Linked DNA regions of Mus musculus: regions 2 and 3 are each linked to region 1. A link is a contact called in public Micro-C and promoter capture Hi-C data. All regions are on one chromosome and are shown on one strand. The core of a region is the stretch at or near the end of the contact, and the rest is flanking DNA. Distances in the headings are between cores, read along the strand shown.

The links. Promoter capture Hi-C pulls out the DNA fragments that hold promoters and counts their contacts. A called contact is a pair of places that touch in the nucleus more often than the background predicts.
Region 2: a Micro-C map of embryonic stem cells shows a contact between it and region 1, with 2.2 times the contacts expected there. The contact joins the enhancer-like site here to the promoter of Elovl5 in region 1. A contact is called at or near these places in 2 of 39 promoter capture datasets (liver and pre-B cells), 3 of 484 Hi-C or Micro-C datasets (all in embryonic stem cells) and 4 of 115 datasets of contacts at active chromatin or transcription factors (embryonic stem cells and neural tube).
Region 3: a promoter capture Hi-C map of liver shows a contact between it and region 1. The contact joins the enhancer-like site here to the promoter of Elovl5 in region 1. A contact is called at or near these places in 5 of 39 promoter capture datasets (cranial neural crest, hippocampal neurons, liver and 2 more), 1 of 484 Hi-C or Micro-C datasets (olfactory sensory neurons) and 3 of 115 datasets of contacts at active chromatin or transcription factors (bone marrow-derived macrophages, microglia and pancreatic cancer cells).

The regions. Positions count from the first base shown.
Region 1 is chr9:77,914,809-77,919,950 of GRCm38.p6, forward strand. It overlaps Elovl5 (ELOVL family member 5, elongation of long chain fatty acids (yeast)), which reads left to right and starts at 2,557. Exons shown (of 8, transcript NM_134255.3): 1 at 2,557-2,718.
Region 2 is chr9:77,614,590-77,619,731 of GRCm38.p6, forward strand. No RefSeq gene overlaps it. Among named protein-coding and RNA genes, the nearest start is that of Klhl31, 20 kb to the right of the region's middle. Within about 2 kb of position 2,587, at least 19 of the 459 cell types and tissues checked have an H3K27ac peak or open chromatin away from gene starts, as enhancers often do. A contact at or near this core is called in embryonic stem cells, where this site is marked.
Region 3 is chr9:77,653,321-77,658,462 of GRCm38.p6, forward strand. Klhl31 (kelch-like 31) reads left to right here. Exons shown (of 3, transcript NM_172925.2): 3 at 1,807-5,142. The coding sequence ends at 2,539. Among named protein-coding and RNA genes, the nearest start is that of Klhl31, 19 kb to the left of the region's middle. Within about 2 kb of position 2,466, at least 158 of the 459 cell types and tissues checked have an H3K27ac peak or open chromatin away from gene starts, as enhancers often do. A contact at or near this core is called in bone marrow-derived macrophages, hippocampal neurons and liver, where this site is marked.

The DNA.
Region 1 (5,142 bases), core at 1,307-3,806:
AGGAAGCTAAAGTTGCCTTGGCATACTGGCCAGTCATTCTTCTATACTCCCACTTGGACCAGAGGGAGGCTTTGCTACGTCTCTGAGCCTCACCCAGGTGAAGGTGCTGCCAATTCCCTTGGGTCTAAGGCATTGGCCTTTGTCAACCATGCACTCAGTCAAGGCTTCCTCTGTTGCACCACAGGAGGTGGATACTTTTAGAAGATTAGAAAAATAGCAACATGCTAAATAATTAAAGTCCAAAGGCTTTTGTTAGGATTTGGGCTTTAATACTCTGTTGAGACGGGAAGTTGATAGGTAGTACTGCATTGACTGGAAAAAACAGGAGAAAAAGAAGAAAAAGAGGAAGAAGAAAAGAAGAAAGGGGAGCAAGAGACCTCAACAGATGGTACAGTGTCATTCTTAGTATAAAACCACAGTCATCCTAGATTCTACTCAACTTGGAGATGTTCAGAGATTAACATAGATTTTTCACTTTAGAGACAGGTTTCATTATGCCATGCAAATCGAACAGTAGCAGCTTCAGTCATTAGAATTCGGTATTATAATGAAGCTGTTAATTGCATTTTTAATTCAACTGCAGCTGCTATTGCAATAAAACAAATTGCCCAGGATATTAAATAATTCCTTCCTCAAAAGTAATACTGAAGCAGTCCTTACATACTTGGAAGTGTATTAGAGGAGATGTAGGCTCACTGATAAAAACGAAGAGCAAAGTGTCTGGGGTGGGGGGTGCTGCCATAATTTAAAAGTAAATAGAGAATAAAATTATTATTTAATAGAAAAAACACATTTTTTTATATTACCACATGAACACTACTAAAGAACTATCTCAAATCACATATGCTAGGTAAAATGGCAGGGATAGCTTCTCATGGTTCTTATAGTTCCTGAGGCCAAGAATCCAGTTCTCATGGTACCCAAAGCACTTCTCTTCCATTCCATCACTTAGTAAGCCTGGCACTGAATAGGGATTTTTTATTTGGGAAAAAAATAGCTAAGATGGGAGGTTATACAAGTTCTGTGCGTTTCTTGCAGATTTACACTTGAATTCAAAGATACTAAAATGGGGGTAGCTATGAGGCTGGTCATTTCACACCTTGTGGAGTGGAGTAAATTTAGCTGCTGTGTCAGGGAAGGTCCCGCCTGCCTCTGATTGCATATGTAAATTACACACTGGGAACCCTAGGAAGAGAAGAGTATGCCTTGCTAGTAAATAGCCTAGAGAAGAGTTAAGAATCCTGAACAGGAGGAACACGGATGGCAAGTGGAGCTGAAACAGGGATCAAACATGGCACCGCTGAGTTCATGCTTCACCCATTCAAAAAAAAAAAAAAAATGGTTAGGACTTCTTGTCATACTCCAGATTACAAAGAACTGTCGCAGATGATGCCTCGAGCCTTGTAAATGCCATTGAGGGGAGAAACAAGCTAGATTTAGTGCATTACTTGCCTACAGATCTTAGCGGTCCCTGGTATGTGAAAGCTACGAGACAATTACAATGAACACGGTGAATGCTAGGAGGCCAGGTTGCACAGATGACCACTCACATGCCACTTGAACGACACTTCCTGTATAGACAGACAGACATGCACTTATGGTTAGCACTCAGCACTGTTGCGGGGAAGGCGGTCCTTACTCAGTGTTTATAGAAATGAATGGCAACTAATTGTTATTGCTACAGCAATTTGTGAATGTTTAAATTATCTAATGTTTATAGTTTGTATATTCGTATTCCTATGACAGTGGTCTGGGTCCTGGAACATTGCTGAATATACAATAAACATTTTACTATAATTTAAAAAAAATGTTTCTACACTGAATGACTGCTTGGCTGTGTTGTGTCAGTGGGTGTAAAGCAAAGGGGGCACAACAAAAGGTTACATTTCTAACGTTTGAAGTAAGAGTTGTAGGCCTTGATTTATCAAACAGCAGCGAAAACTAGAAAGGCTCTTATGTTTGTACCTGCGTCCCTTTTAAGTCTTTGAATTTGCCCAGCTGAAAGACATTACAGTATTTCATTACAAGACTGATAATTTCGTAGAGTAGAAATATCAAAACTCCCAATAGTGTGTGATCAACCTATCCTAGAATTACGGTTGCAAAGTTCTGAGTGATTTCTGTTGCTTCAATTTGCGCAACAGCAGCTCCACCTAGGTTTTAGAACCCTTGCTAAAACCATGAAAAGGGTCCCCTTCACAATGGTGGCGAAACCCGTTAGGTGGGTGGGCACCTGCCAAAACAAAAACAAAAACAAAAAAACCACCGCCAAGCCTGCCCCTGCCCCCCGGCTGTTGGAAAGAGTTCAGGGCATCCAGAACTTCACTGTGGCTATTGCGCAGACTCTGCGTCCCACGCAGGCTTATTAGGAAGAAGCAAGAAAACTGCCCCGAGACACGTGAACCACAGGAGACCAACCCTGGCTTCCTCTGCTCACCGCATCTGATTCTGGAATTTACAATCACGAAAGTTCTATCGCCCCAGGATTGGTTCCAAGGCCGCATGACATCATAGCGCTTGATCCTGCCTCCGGGCTCGGATTGGCTGGCCGCGCCATTGTGACGTCACGGTCAGCCCACGCCGGGGTTGAAGCTGCCGGGCGCCTTCCTCTTGCATCGCGGCTGCAGCTTGCTTCTGTTCCCGCGCCCGCTTGCACATCCTCCTGCTCGCGCGGTCCTGCTGCCGTCCGGTGCTCCCCGTAGCCGCTCAGGCAGAGAGGTGAGCCGCCTGCTTCAGGAACTTGGCGGGTGCCAAGGCACTGGGGTGCGGCCAGGCTGCTGGCGCCGTGAGGTCCGGGTTGGGCGGGGGGCGGCAGGCACCGTGGCCCGGCGAGCGCGGGGCGCGGGCCGAGCGGAGCTCCGCCGGGATGGATGCTTTCGCACCTGTTCGTGGGTGGCAGCCACTTTGGCGCACTGACAGGCGCGGAGATCGCAGGGAAGGATGGCGGCGCGCTTGGATCTTCCTCCGAGCTTTCTCTGAGCGACCGTAAGGGCTGCCGAGGAGGAGTCCGCGTGGGTCCGTGCAGTACCGGGCTTTGGGGCCGCGCGCTGGCCTTTCCCTGCTTTCCTCTCCTTTGCTGCTGCCAGGGACGCCCGCTTTCCCGCGACCACTCCAGCGGGTATCTGCAGCCCAGCCTGCCCCGGGAGGGTGGAGACGCGGACGCATAGCTGCGGGTAACGGCCTGGAGTCTGCGAATCCATAAAGTGCGCTGCTCAGAGTTTTAGGGAAAGTGTCCTTTATTGTTTGCTTGCCAGCAAGCCTTCCCCTTCCCCTATCCTTGAGGTGGAGATAGTAAGGTCCAGAGAGAGTTCTTTTTAGACGATCTTGAAGCCTTCGGCACCTTTGAACTTGGCGTCCCTGCTCTAGATTACATTATGCTTATCTCCAGGCGCCTTGATTGCAAATTTGAAGGATGCATTGGATGAATTTTCGTAAGGGGAGGGGGCGATTGAAAGAATGCAACGCATGACTCCCTAGCTGGAGGATACCCGGGGAGAAGTCTGATAAGAAATTGTGGGGGAGCGAGCAGCCCTCCTCCCAAGCCTCGACTGTCTTTCTGTTTTTTTAATGTCAGGGCTGGTGGCAGGAAGTGTTTTGTACAGTTGTACAGGAGGGCCAGTGTTGTCTGTTGGTTTTGTAATTCGTTCCTCTAACCGCTTGGCAGTTATAACCTGTTGGTTTGTACTTGCAAGTCTTTGTGCTTTTGCAAAGTCTCAGGCCACAGCATTTGGGTCAAAAATCTACAGATACAGTCAGCTTTGCATTAGATGAATGCGAATGCACACCGTAGATTTTATCTATGGCTGGGCACAGGTGCATCGTTTATCTAGTCAGTCCCAGTACTGCCGGGTTTCTCTGCGAAAGCTCTGACCTTGAAAAAAAAAAAGGGGGGGGGGCTACTTTCCTTTGAGATTTTTCTCCTGATAACGTCAGTGCCAGGAACATCCACCATAGGCCATCTCCTTTTCTATTCTCTTTTTGTCTTTCAGTTTGGAACTGAAGACAGAAAGGAGGAATGTTATATACTTTCACAGAATGGAGGGTAAACTTAACCATGAATAGGAAACATGGGTGTTGGGTTTTTCAAAATAGGTAACTAGTAAGTAGTTCTTACTTGACTCGGTTTCCTTGTCAGCCAGCCGGGTCCCATGTAACTGATTTATTTATTAGGTGGTTTCAAGAGACTGTAAATGGAAGAACCCAACAGGGGGTCTGCTAAATAGTGGTTTGATAAATGTTTCCTTTTCCTTCCCTGGGATTAACAGTGTTTCTCTTGGCCAGAGCCTTAGCCTTTGGATGCCTGTTGTTCACAGAATTCTTTCCCCCAGCAGTTCCGCTAATTACTGCTTGTGCTGCTGTTAGAGGGGAAGTACTCACCTTTGTGCTAGATTTCCAACTTGAAGTCTACATACAAATCGAGGCAAAATTGCCTTGTCTTCCAGGAACTATGGCAGAGTAGAGCATATTTGTTGCCTAACAAAAAAACTCTGACACACACTAACCTTCCCAGGGGTGTGTGTGTGTGAGGTGTGTGTGTGTGTATTCTACTTTTGCCTGCCAATTCACAATATCATAGACCACTTCCTCTCAGTTGCCTGTCTTTTCCTGCATGCGTTCCCATTCAGAGGCCATTCACATGGCTGCTTTCCCCATGCCTTGTTTCTGTTTTTCCTGCTGCAGAGAGCTGAACCCAGAAGTTCACACGTGCTGAGTAAACACTGCCACTGAGCTCCTTCAATCCTGCGTCATGAACTGATGCTAAGAACAGATTTGCTAAGTGTTTCTTTCCACAAACCAGGGTCCTCTAGGGAGTCCCATTACCCATCTTTTTGTTAAAAAACCTGGAACTAGCAGCCAGGTGATAGTAGCACCTGCCTTTAGTCCCAGCACTCAGGAGGCAGAGGCAGGCAGATCTCTATGAGTTCAAGGCCAGCATGATCTACAGAGCTAGTTCCAGGGCTAGGGCTGCACAGAGAAACCTTGTCTCAAATCACCCAAACAAACAAACAAACAAACAAACCTGGAGCTAAGGCCCAGAGATGTTGACTTTCTGAAAAACACACAGCCTTATCTCCAGGATTCCAGCTTCTCACTACATCTGTCTGTTGTTGGATTGTTTGTCTAGTCAGCTACATGTCATTT
Region 2 (5,142 bases), core at 1,337-3,836, 300 kb before region 1:
GATTATGTATGTATGTGTTCATGTTTTTAAAATTGCTTTTAAGATTTATTTACTTTTAGTTTATGTATATGTCTTTTGCCTATAAGCATGTCTGTGCACCTCAAGAATTCAAATGTATTCAGAGGTCAGGAGAGGACATCAGATCTCCTGGAACTGAAGTTACAGACTGTTGTGAGCCACCACACAGGTGCTGGAAACTGAACTCAAATCTTCTGGAAAAAAACCAACAACAACAGTGCTTTTAATTGCTAAGCCACTTCTCCAGTCCTGATAAATAAAATTATGTATGTTTATAAGACATAAATATAGAACTAAACTTATCAAAGGATACAAAGGGACTAGTGGGAAGTGGAGAGGGGACCTGGGTTAGAGGATGTGGAGGTTTGAAAAGGAATGCCCCCCCCCATAGGCTTAAATATTTGAAAACTTTGTCAACAGAGCTTGACACTATTTGAAAGGATTAGAAGGATTGGGAGATGTGGCCTTGTTGAAGGAAGGGTGTGACCAGGGGTGGGCTTTGAGGTTCCAAAAGCCCAGAGCCTGTCTGTCTATCTGTCTCTATTTCTGTCTCTATCTCTGTATGTCTCTGTCTCTCTCTTACATACATGCACACACACACACACACACACACACACACAAAACCAATCAGGTTACAGCTCTCGGCTGCTGCTCTAGCACAGTGCATGCCACCATGCTTCCCTCTATGATGATAATGCGTTAAACCTCTGATACTGTAAGCAAGGCCCCTATTAAATGCTTTCTTTTATAATAGTTTCCTTGGTCCTTGGTCATGGTGTCTCTTCCCAGCAATAGAAGAGTGACTGAAACAGGAAATTTAGAAAGGAATGTGCTCAACATATAATATATGCTTGCACAAAACCTTAAAATGAATTCATTAAAGCTGAAAAAAATATATGAGCACTGGGGAGTTCCACTCATAGGGATTGTGTTCGACTGGCATCAATTTAATTCCCTCTTATTTAGTTCATACCAGCTACCAAGCAAAAGGGAAGCCATTAGAGCCCACTGAAGGTGGAAACTCCTAGGTAAGACATTGGATTGTGGGCTCATAAACACAGCCAGGGTTGTATTACAGCCTGGGCTAGGAGTCAGATTGTACTGTGCTAATCAACAGAGTCTCAGGAACCAAATGTTTTCAGGTGAGTCCAAAAACTTGGACACTGACCCTATTTTTAAAACTCTGGTCTATTCTGAAAGAGATTTAAATTGTGTCCCTCAGATACTGAGAACTTTGCTGTATGTAAAACCACCCAAGAAAGCTACATTTAAGCCATCGGGTTACTGGCGATCTTGCATGTTTAGCCCAGTCTCTATGGTGACACACAGCCATGAATTTAACCCCCAAACGTCTCCACAGTTCTTACACTACTTATTCCCCTTGCTAATACACTTCAGCTTTGACTCCTTCTCCCTTGGTACCTCAAAATAGTCAACCATGCAAACCATTTGTTCCCTCAGATCTATTTTTAGAGTGGCCTTCCTTTGGGCAGGGCCAATAGAACAGGTGCAAGAGCTGCTGTTTAGTGCATCTGAACCTGAAAAATAAAACAAAACCCATATATTTGAGAGACTCGGAGACCAGCTCAGAACTGTTCTTACACAGCTCTTAGCAGGTGACCTCAGAGGGTGCCAAGAGGGCACTGTGTTTAGGGATCATCCCAATGACAATAAAATGAAGAATTTATTTCTGCATAGTCCTGACTTCCCTCACAGAGAATTCAAGGGCTGGTTGAATTCTTAAGGAGTTCGCAGGGTCAGCCAGAGTGACAGGAAATAAAACCTTAATGTCTTTCTATTTTATTTACTATTTTATGCAGCAGTAAGATTTTAAAGAACTTTTACCTCATCCTGCCAACAACCTGGTGAAGGACACCACACCGTTAGGAAAACAAGAAGAGAAATAGTTACCAAGGCCCTCAGGGATATCCAAAAATCAAAAAGTTTATTTCTTCTTTTCTAGTCGGAGACTCGGTGGATTAAACTTAAATACCAGTTAGATAGAAGGCTGCAGAGGAGAATGGGAGGCAGCCTATGTTTCCCTTGTGTGAATTCAATTCAGCTACCTGTGTCTGTATACCACACCCGCACACCCCAGCTTGAGTTTCTAAGTTGCAGAATAGAGGGAAGTAGCGGCTCTGGAGTCAGGAAGATAAGTCTTCATGGCTTCTTGCTTTATAAGTGATAGGAACATCTTGTCAGAGTCCATGCTAAGCTAATTTTTAACCTCAGCTTAAAAGTCTTTAAGCTCACCACATTTCTCCCCAAGAGTAACTCAAGCGTTGAGAATCTGTTTTACATAATGTGACCTCAGGTTATATTAAAATACCTTAGACTCACCCCTCAGTGATGTCAGGGGCTGGCTTTTCAAATGCTGAACTCATCCATGTGTCTCCTCGCTGTTGGTGATCTCACACTGATTGTGATGTTGATTTGGAGCAGTGAGCTAAAGGCCCTGACTTAAGGTTGTAGTCTTCCCTGAAGAACACGGAGGTACCAGATGCACAGTTCAAGTGTAGTGCGTCTTTCCTGAGTTTATTGCCAGTTCCTTACTTCACACCTTCATCTTGGTGTGTTCTCAGCAGGGATCAGTGAAAGCACTGTCAGGTTTGTGGTCTTGTTAGTTACTCTGGGTGTGTCGGGCAGAGTAAAAATCTTGCTTTCTACTTACTGTCCCCCTCCTGAGAGCCACCATCTGTTCTAGGTCAGATCATCCATTCAGGAGTACCTGTAGTGAATATTTTTAGACAATGCTTGTCATGAACTATAAGTAGGGATGACCAGAAGAGAAACTAAAGACAGTTTACTAGACTGAGAGTGGTGGCCCAGGCCCACAGTCAGAGCATGCAGAAGGCTGAGGGCCAGGCCTTGGCTACATAGCAAAGTCAGCCAACATGGGCTACATAAAAAGACATTGTGCCAAAAACTTAAATAAATTATATATTTACTGATGTTTCCATCCTTCTACTACTCTGAACAATACTGTATAGAAATGTAATAATTACTTATATTGTTGAAAAACAGTAGTGTTTATTATATCAGTGTTGCTTAAGTCAATCCATAATGTCAGTTTTTATCACTCTTTTAGCTACTTTAAAACCTTCAAGGCTAACACCACATTTCTCATGAAATGTTTATGAAGCAACATCTGGGGACAAGCAACCAGGAGTACGGTGTGACTAGAACATGACCCTCCCCCGACAGGGCTCACAAAGCGGCCCAGAAAACAGAAGCTGTACTTATAGCATAAGCAGGATGAAGTGCTGAAGGAGAGGAGCAGATAATAACGACATGGGAGTTATTCCAAAGGACCAATGACCACGCCTGGGAGTGTGTGTGTGTGTGTGTGTGTGTATGTGTGTGTGTGGTGCCTTGGAGGTATCCCAACAAGCGCTTGATAGTGGAGAGAATTTGGTGTGTACAGAGAGGACCTGGTAGGGAGACTTGGAAGCATGGAAGCAGAGAATTGCATGGCTGTGTTCAGGTCACAGGAAGAAAGATGCATGGTTTCACCAACACAAGGACACTTAGGTCAAGAGGAGATAAAGAGTTAGATCCTGCTCAGTTACAGGCGGTAAGTCCCAATATTATTACATGAGAAAATTGATTTGTGTACCCTCTAAAGAGCCTGATGGGGTAATACTATCATTATCTCCAGTACATAAATAAGGAAACATGCATAAAAGTTAATCTATCCTGCTCCCTAGTTAGATTCATATTGGAAGCAGGCAGGACGCATGTTCCTGAATCTTTGGGGTAATTTAGCACTATCTATAAACCCTGTTGAGTCCTCTGACATTAACAAGGCTGTGTTTGCTTTAGTATGTTTGCTGATAGCCCTGGGTCAATCCTAACACTGCATGGAAACACACTGAAACAACATTTGAGAGTCAGATTTGCACGTCTGGAAGCTAATAATGCATCATACCACATGAGGATATTATATGACTGTATCACTTGCAGGCATAAGCATCACCCTGTCCAAACTGCAATGTTGCAAGATCACATTGCTTAACACGGTTGCCCAGACAGTGATTTGTGACTCCCAAACAGATCTGTAAACAGCAAGATCTCTAGAGGTATCTTGTTTAATTGATTCATTTAATTAAATACTATTTTCATAATCCTTTCCAGTAGTTTTGTTAGTATATCTTTTTTTCTTTGAAATTGCACTATATTTATATTTTTATGAAATATTTTCTTCATTTATATTTCAAATGCTATCCCAAAAGTCCCCTATACCCTACCCCCACCCTGCTTCCTTACCCACCCACTCTCACTTCCTGACCCTGGCATTCCCCTGTACTGGAGTATATAATCTTCACAGACAAAGGCCTCTTATCCCATTGATGGCCGACTAGGCCATCCTCTGCTACATATGCAACTAGAGACACAAGCTCTGGGGGATACTGGTTAGTTCATATTGTTGTTCCTCCTATAGGGTTGCAGACCCCTTTAGCTCCTTGGGTACTTTCTCTAGCTCCTTCATTGGGGGCCCTGTGTTCCATCCAATAGATGACTGTGAGCATCCACTTCTGTATATGCCAGGCACTGGCATAGCCTCACAAGAGATAGCTATATCAGGGTCCTGTCAGCAAAATCTTGCTGGAAATATGCAGTAGTGTCTGGGTTTGGTGGTTGTTTATGGGATGGATCCCCAGGTGGAGCAGTCTCTGGATGGTCCTTCCTTTAGTCTCAGCTCTGAACTTTGTCTCTGTAACTCCTTCCATGGGTATTTTGTTCCCCATTCTAAGAAGGAACGAAGTATCCACACTTTGGTCTTCCTTCTTCTTGAGTTTCATGTGTTTTGCAAATTGTACCTTGGGTATTGTTAGTATATCTTAAGTGTGTAGTGTAAAGGGTTTCATTTCTTTTCCATTCACCCATATAATATGCTTTTTGGTCCCTTTCACCTCTTCTGTTAACCCTTTCTTCTTCTTCATTCCAGTCTTAGTCAGTGTTCTATTGTTGTGAAGAGACACAATGACCAGATCTTATAAAGGAAAGCATTTAAATGAGACTGGCTTACAGTTTTTAGAGGTTTAGTTCATTATCATCATGGTGGGAAGTATGGCAGCACATAGGCAGACATTTTGCTAGAGATAAACTAAGATTTCTATACCC
Region 3 (5,142 bases), core at 1,216-3,715, 260 kb before region 1:
CAAATTTTCTTGAAATTCCTCTATGGACAGCTGTGAGATTCATAGCTGGTAAATAGAATACAATTATTAAAACATGGCAGCTAATTATTTTTAAATATTTGAAAGTTAAGTAGCATAGAAGATATCATTTTTGAACACGTATAAAACGGGCAAAACCATACTTCAACGTTCAAAAATGCATATTACCTTTGTCTATGATAAAATTAATTAAACTTGAATGTATGCGAAGAGCTTATGAAAGGCGCTTATGTCATGGCATGGGTACAAAATGAAACATGACCAAGAAGCAGGCGTTTTAGGATACTCTTTATTGTCTCAAGTGTGTTTACCCACCACTCACCAAGACTCTGAACGAAGCATTGGAAAGATAACTCAGACTACTGTTCTTGCCAAGGACCCAAGTTTAGTTCCCAGTACCACACCAGGTGACTCACACCATCCTGTAATTCCAACACCAGGGTATAAGCACACTCTTCTAGCCTCTAAAGGCACCTGCACTCACATGCACACACCCACACACACACAGACACATACACACACAAACATAATAAATATAATTCTATATTCATATATGCATGTGATATATCAATATAATTAGTATATTATATAATTTATCTCTATATATTTTATATTTATATGTATAAGTATATTATTTAAAAAAAAATCCAAGCAATTGATTTTCAGACTTTTTATTCCTTCTTGGTTCTGGGCCTTGAACCCGGTGCCTTGCCTATGTGAAACAAGTGCTCTACCTCCAAGCCACAGCTTCAGACCAGCGCTTTTTTCTTATCTATAACTACACTTCTGATTTTATTTGGGACAAGGGTGAACTCTCTTGACAGAACTTCTGAACTCTGTGAACAAGGGTCCATGTAGTCACTGGCTCTGCCTACTTCCCCGAATTCAGCTGGGTTTCTTGACATTTAATACTCAAGCTAGTTTTCTTTGAAAACAAACAAACAAACAAACAAAAACAAAAAAACCTTTATATGTGGAAAATATTACAGCAATAAAAATAAATAAAAATAAAATAAAATAAATCTATAAACTGGAACTTTTACCAGTAGGAAACTATTAAGAGAGATCCATCCTTTGTTGACGCTTTTCCACATAATTCCATTGGTCTCTCTCTAACAGGTTCAGAGGTGTGGCTTAGCTTTCTAGCAGTGCAATGAATGGCCAAGGCCAGTGAGAACCTTTTAAGAGAAGAAATCTAATCAGGCAATGCCTATTAAGAGCTAGGGATATTGGTGTCTGAAAAATGAGTAGAATTACCTTTTTTTAATTTAACATTTTTATACATTTAATAAGATAATATCACATAAAATAATAGGATAGGCACAAACTAAGAAAGTAAAAAAACAAAAAACAAAAAAACCAAAAAACAGGACAAGTATCATTGCTATTTTTGTTTACAGGACGGAGTCAGAAATTAAGATGACTAGGGAATTGCCTTTAATGTACAGGTTCCCTCTTACGCCCAGTTCCTCTCCTGTGGCCCATTAAATCCGGGGACAGAACGGGGTGGGGGGAATTGTAAGAGCGAAGAGATTTCGGTGGGATCTTCTTGTTATTTGGTTTGGTTGTTTGAGGGTATAGCTAAAGGAACTATCTTCTGAATGGGGAGAGAGGGGAGTATCCCCCTTTTTTTTTTCTAAATGAGACGGGGTGGGGTGGGGGGAGGCAGAACCCTACCTGTAGCAGGGTGGGGAAGTTAGAGGCGGGGCTGAATTGGGGCTCTTCCCTGCAGGAGGTGGGGACAAGATCACGATTCCCTCTTCTGCAACAACGGTTCTCTCATCTCAGGTACGATCCCCGCTTCAACACCTGGATTCACTTGGGCAGCATGAACCAGAAGCGCACGCACTTCAGCCTGAGCGTGTTCAACGGGCTGCTGTACGCGGTGGGCGGCCGTAACTCCGAGGGCAGCCTGGCTTCGCTGGAGTGCTACGTGCCCTCCACCAACCAATGGCAGCCCAAAGCGCCGCTCGAGGTGGCGCGCTGCTGCCACGCCAGCGCCGTGGCCGACGGCCGCGTGATCGTGACCGGCGGCTACATCGGCAGTGCGTACTCGCGCTCCGTGTGCGCCTACGACCCCGCGCTCGACGCGTGGCAGGAGCTGCCCCAGCTGAGCACGCCCCGAGGCTGGCACTGCGCGGTGGCGCTGGGCGACAGGCTGTACGTGATGGGGGGCAGCCAGCTGGGGCCGCGCGGGGAGCGCGTGGACGTGCTCACGGTGGAGAGCTTCAGTCCCGCAGCGCGCCAGTGGAGCTTCGTGGCGCCGCTGCCCGTGGGCGTGAGCACGGCGGGTGTCTCGGCGCTGCACGGGCGAGCCTACCTGCTGGGCGGCTGGAACGAGGGCGAGAAGAAGTACAAGAAATGCATCCAGTGCTTCAACCCCGAGCTCAACGAGTGGACGGAGGACGACGAGCTGCCCGAGGCCACCGTGGGCGTGTCCTGCTGCACGCTGGCCATGCCCAACAGCGTGTCCCGAGAGTCACGGGCCAGCTCGGTGTCCTCCGTGCCGGTCAGTATCTGAACGCATTGCTTCCCAATGTGGTCAAACTGTGAGTGGGCCACCAGGAAAATATACACCATTTACTACAGTGACGGTGGTTCAAATCGATCCAGAGGAGTGCCTGGACCGCTTTAAATTCTTAGTTTAGCACCATCTACCTCAGTCTTTCCCTCCAAAAAAAAAAAAATAATAAAGGGCTGTAGCCAACAAAAGAAGCAATTTCATTATGCAGCCACTGGGTGGCCACTAGAGTTTGTTACAGGCACTCTTGCAAGGAGGCTCGCTTCCTAAATTCATAGCAGTTACACACACGCTGAGATTTTCCCACGGTGTACACGTGAAACCTACTCGTCTATACAATTTCCTATCCAAAGGAGTATTTTCCTCTCTGTTTCTTTGAAGGAAGTTGAAAATACCCACTTCACATTTGCAAATGAAAATAGTCTACATCTATAAAGATTTAATTCTATATTTCAACAGAAAATTATTCTTTGTCCCTACTTGACTGGAAAGAACTTTTAAAAAGATCTCATGACATAGCCACAAAGCTTTTAACAGGATGTGGCTGGAAAGCTATACATTCTACCTAGGAAACGACAAGGTGGCAGTTTGGGGTTAACGGTGTATACCCCCTCATTCTGTCCTTGAAGCTTCTGCCATTTTCTAACATAAAATCCTACTCTCAGAAAAGGAACAGTTTCCTGTCATTTAATTTATAGTGTAAATTCAAATCATTTGGCATTTTTCTTAGAAATATTTCCACTTGTATCTCTAATCCTTATATGGACAGAGTTGTTTTTTTTTTCTTTTTTTTTTTTTTTTTTTTTTTTCCTTTTTTCTGGATGGGCCTGGTACACACTAGTACTCTACCCGGGAGCTAACTACATATCCAGTCTTCGCTTTATTTTAATATTTGAGACATGGTTTCATTAAGTAGACCAGGCTAGCCTCAAACTCCCAGTGCCTCCTGAGTGATGGGATTAAAGGTGTGTGCCACCACTCACAGCCCTCTTTCTTATTTTAAAGTAGGATTTTACTAGGTTGCCAGGCTGCTCCTCCTGCTTCAGCATCCCCAGTAGGCTGGAATTACAGGCGTGTACCATCGGGTACAGCTTTATCTTACTCAGGTATGGTCAAATTGCCTCTAACATTAGCCCGAATAATCACCAAATCACACTATGTTCTTGGATGAATATCATTAACTGCAGCTTAGCCTTTGGCTGTACAGCCAATAGCAGTAATTTTACTGACCCCTCGTTCACGTGGAGATGATGAAGGAAATATTTGGGGTTCTCGGACTTGGCAATTACCAGATGAATAGATGGGTTCCTCACTGAGGAGTGCTGATAGCTAACTTAAAATATTAACCCCCAAAATAATGCTCTTTATGATTTACTTTTGTTAATACCACTTTGCAAATCAAACTGTATCTATTTGGTTGGTTGGTTGGATCTTTTCTTTTCTTTTCTCTTCTTTTCTTTTCTTTCCTTTTCTTTTCTTTTCTTTTCTCTTCTTTCTTTTTCTTTTTTCCTTTTTCTTTTCTTTTCTTTTTTTTTTTAGACAGGGTCTCACTATGTAGCTCTGGCTGCCCTAGAACTCATTTAGGTAGACCAAGCTGGTCTCAGACTCAGTAAGATCTGTCTCTGCCTCCCGAGTGCTGAAATTAAAGGCTTATGTCATCCTGCCTTGCAACGTGTATTTTCCTGCTACCATTTCCTTGAGTTATCTGCCAAGTTTGGAAGAAAGGGGAAGAACTGTAGTAAATGATGGATATTTTCCTTTAATATATCAGTTTATCTTCATAGTATATTTGTTTGGGGAAGGAAATGCCTATCATCCATGCCTTCTGTACAACTAGAGAATTTGGAGGGATGGAGAGGCATCTGGAACTGTATCTTGGTTATTACCAATCCCAGCCTTTCCTATTACATGTGTGTTGTAGCTGTCATGGTCATGTCTAAAGCCCAGTCCCCTTGTCTGTGGGTTAACACATCTGTAGGTGCAGCTAGACCCAAGATGAAGATATTTGAAAAAAAAATTGCATAGCAAACATGTACCAAATATTTTCTCCCCCCCCCCAGCAATACAGCACAACAGTTTGCATAGCAATTGCATTGTATTAGATATTATAATACCCTAGAAACAATATAACTTATAGAAGAAGATGTGAGCAGGGTGTATGTAAATAGTACATGCCACTTTGTAGATGGGACGTGAGTGTCACAGACACTGTATCCCAGCAGGGGATGGGGCATGTCCTGGTTCCAGTCTCCCAAGGACACTGAGGGATGGCTACATCTTATTCCAACTGTGAAAAGTGGTTCAAATAAAACATTCTTGAGATAACCTTCCTCATCACCCCTTACAAAAAGTTCTGTTTGGGGTATTCAACAGTGATGCTCAGGAACAGAGGAACAGACTATAAACACTGTAAATAAGTAAGACACCATTAGCACAAAGATACAGAGAGAAAGAGGAGTTCCATCAATTGCAGGGAAAACCTAAAGACACCTGCTCTTTTGCCTCCATGACTGTGCAGGCTGGAAAACAAAACTCTGAGCAAATATTTTGGGGATCATTTGGCCACGACTTGCTAGGGCAGCCATCACATCTTATCAGGGCAG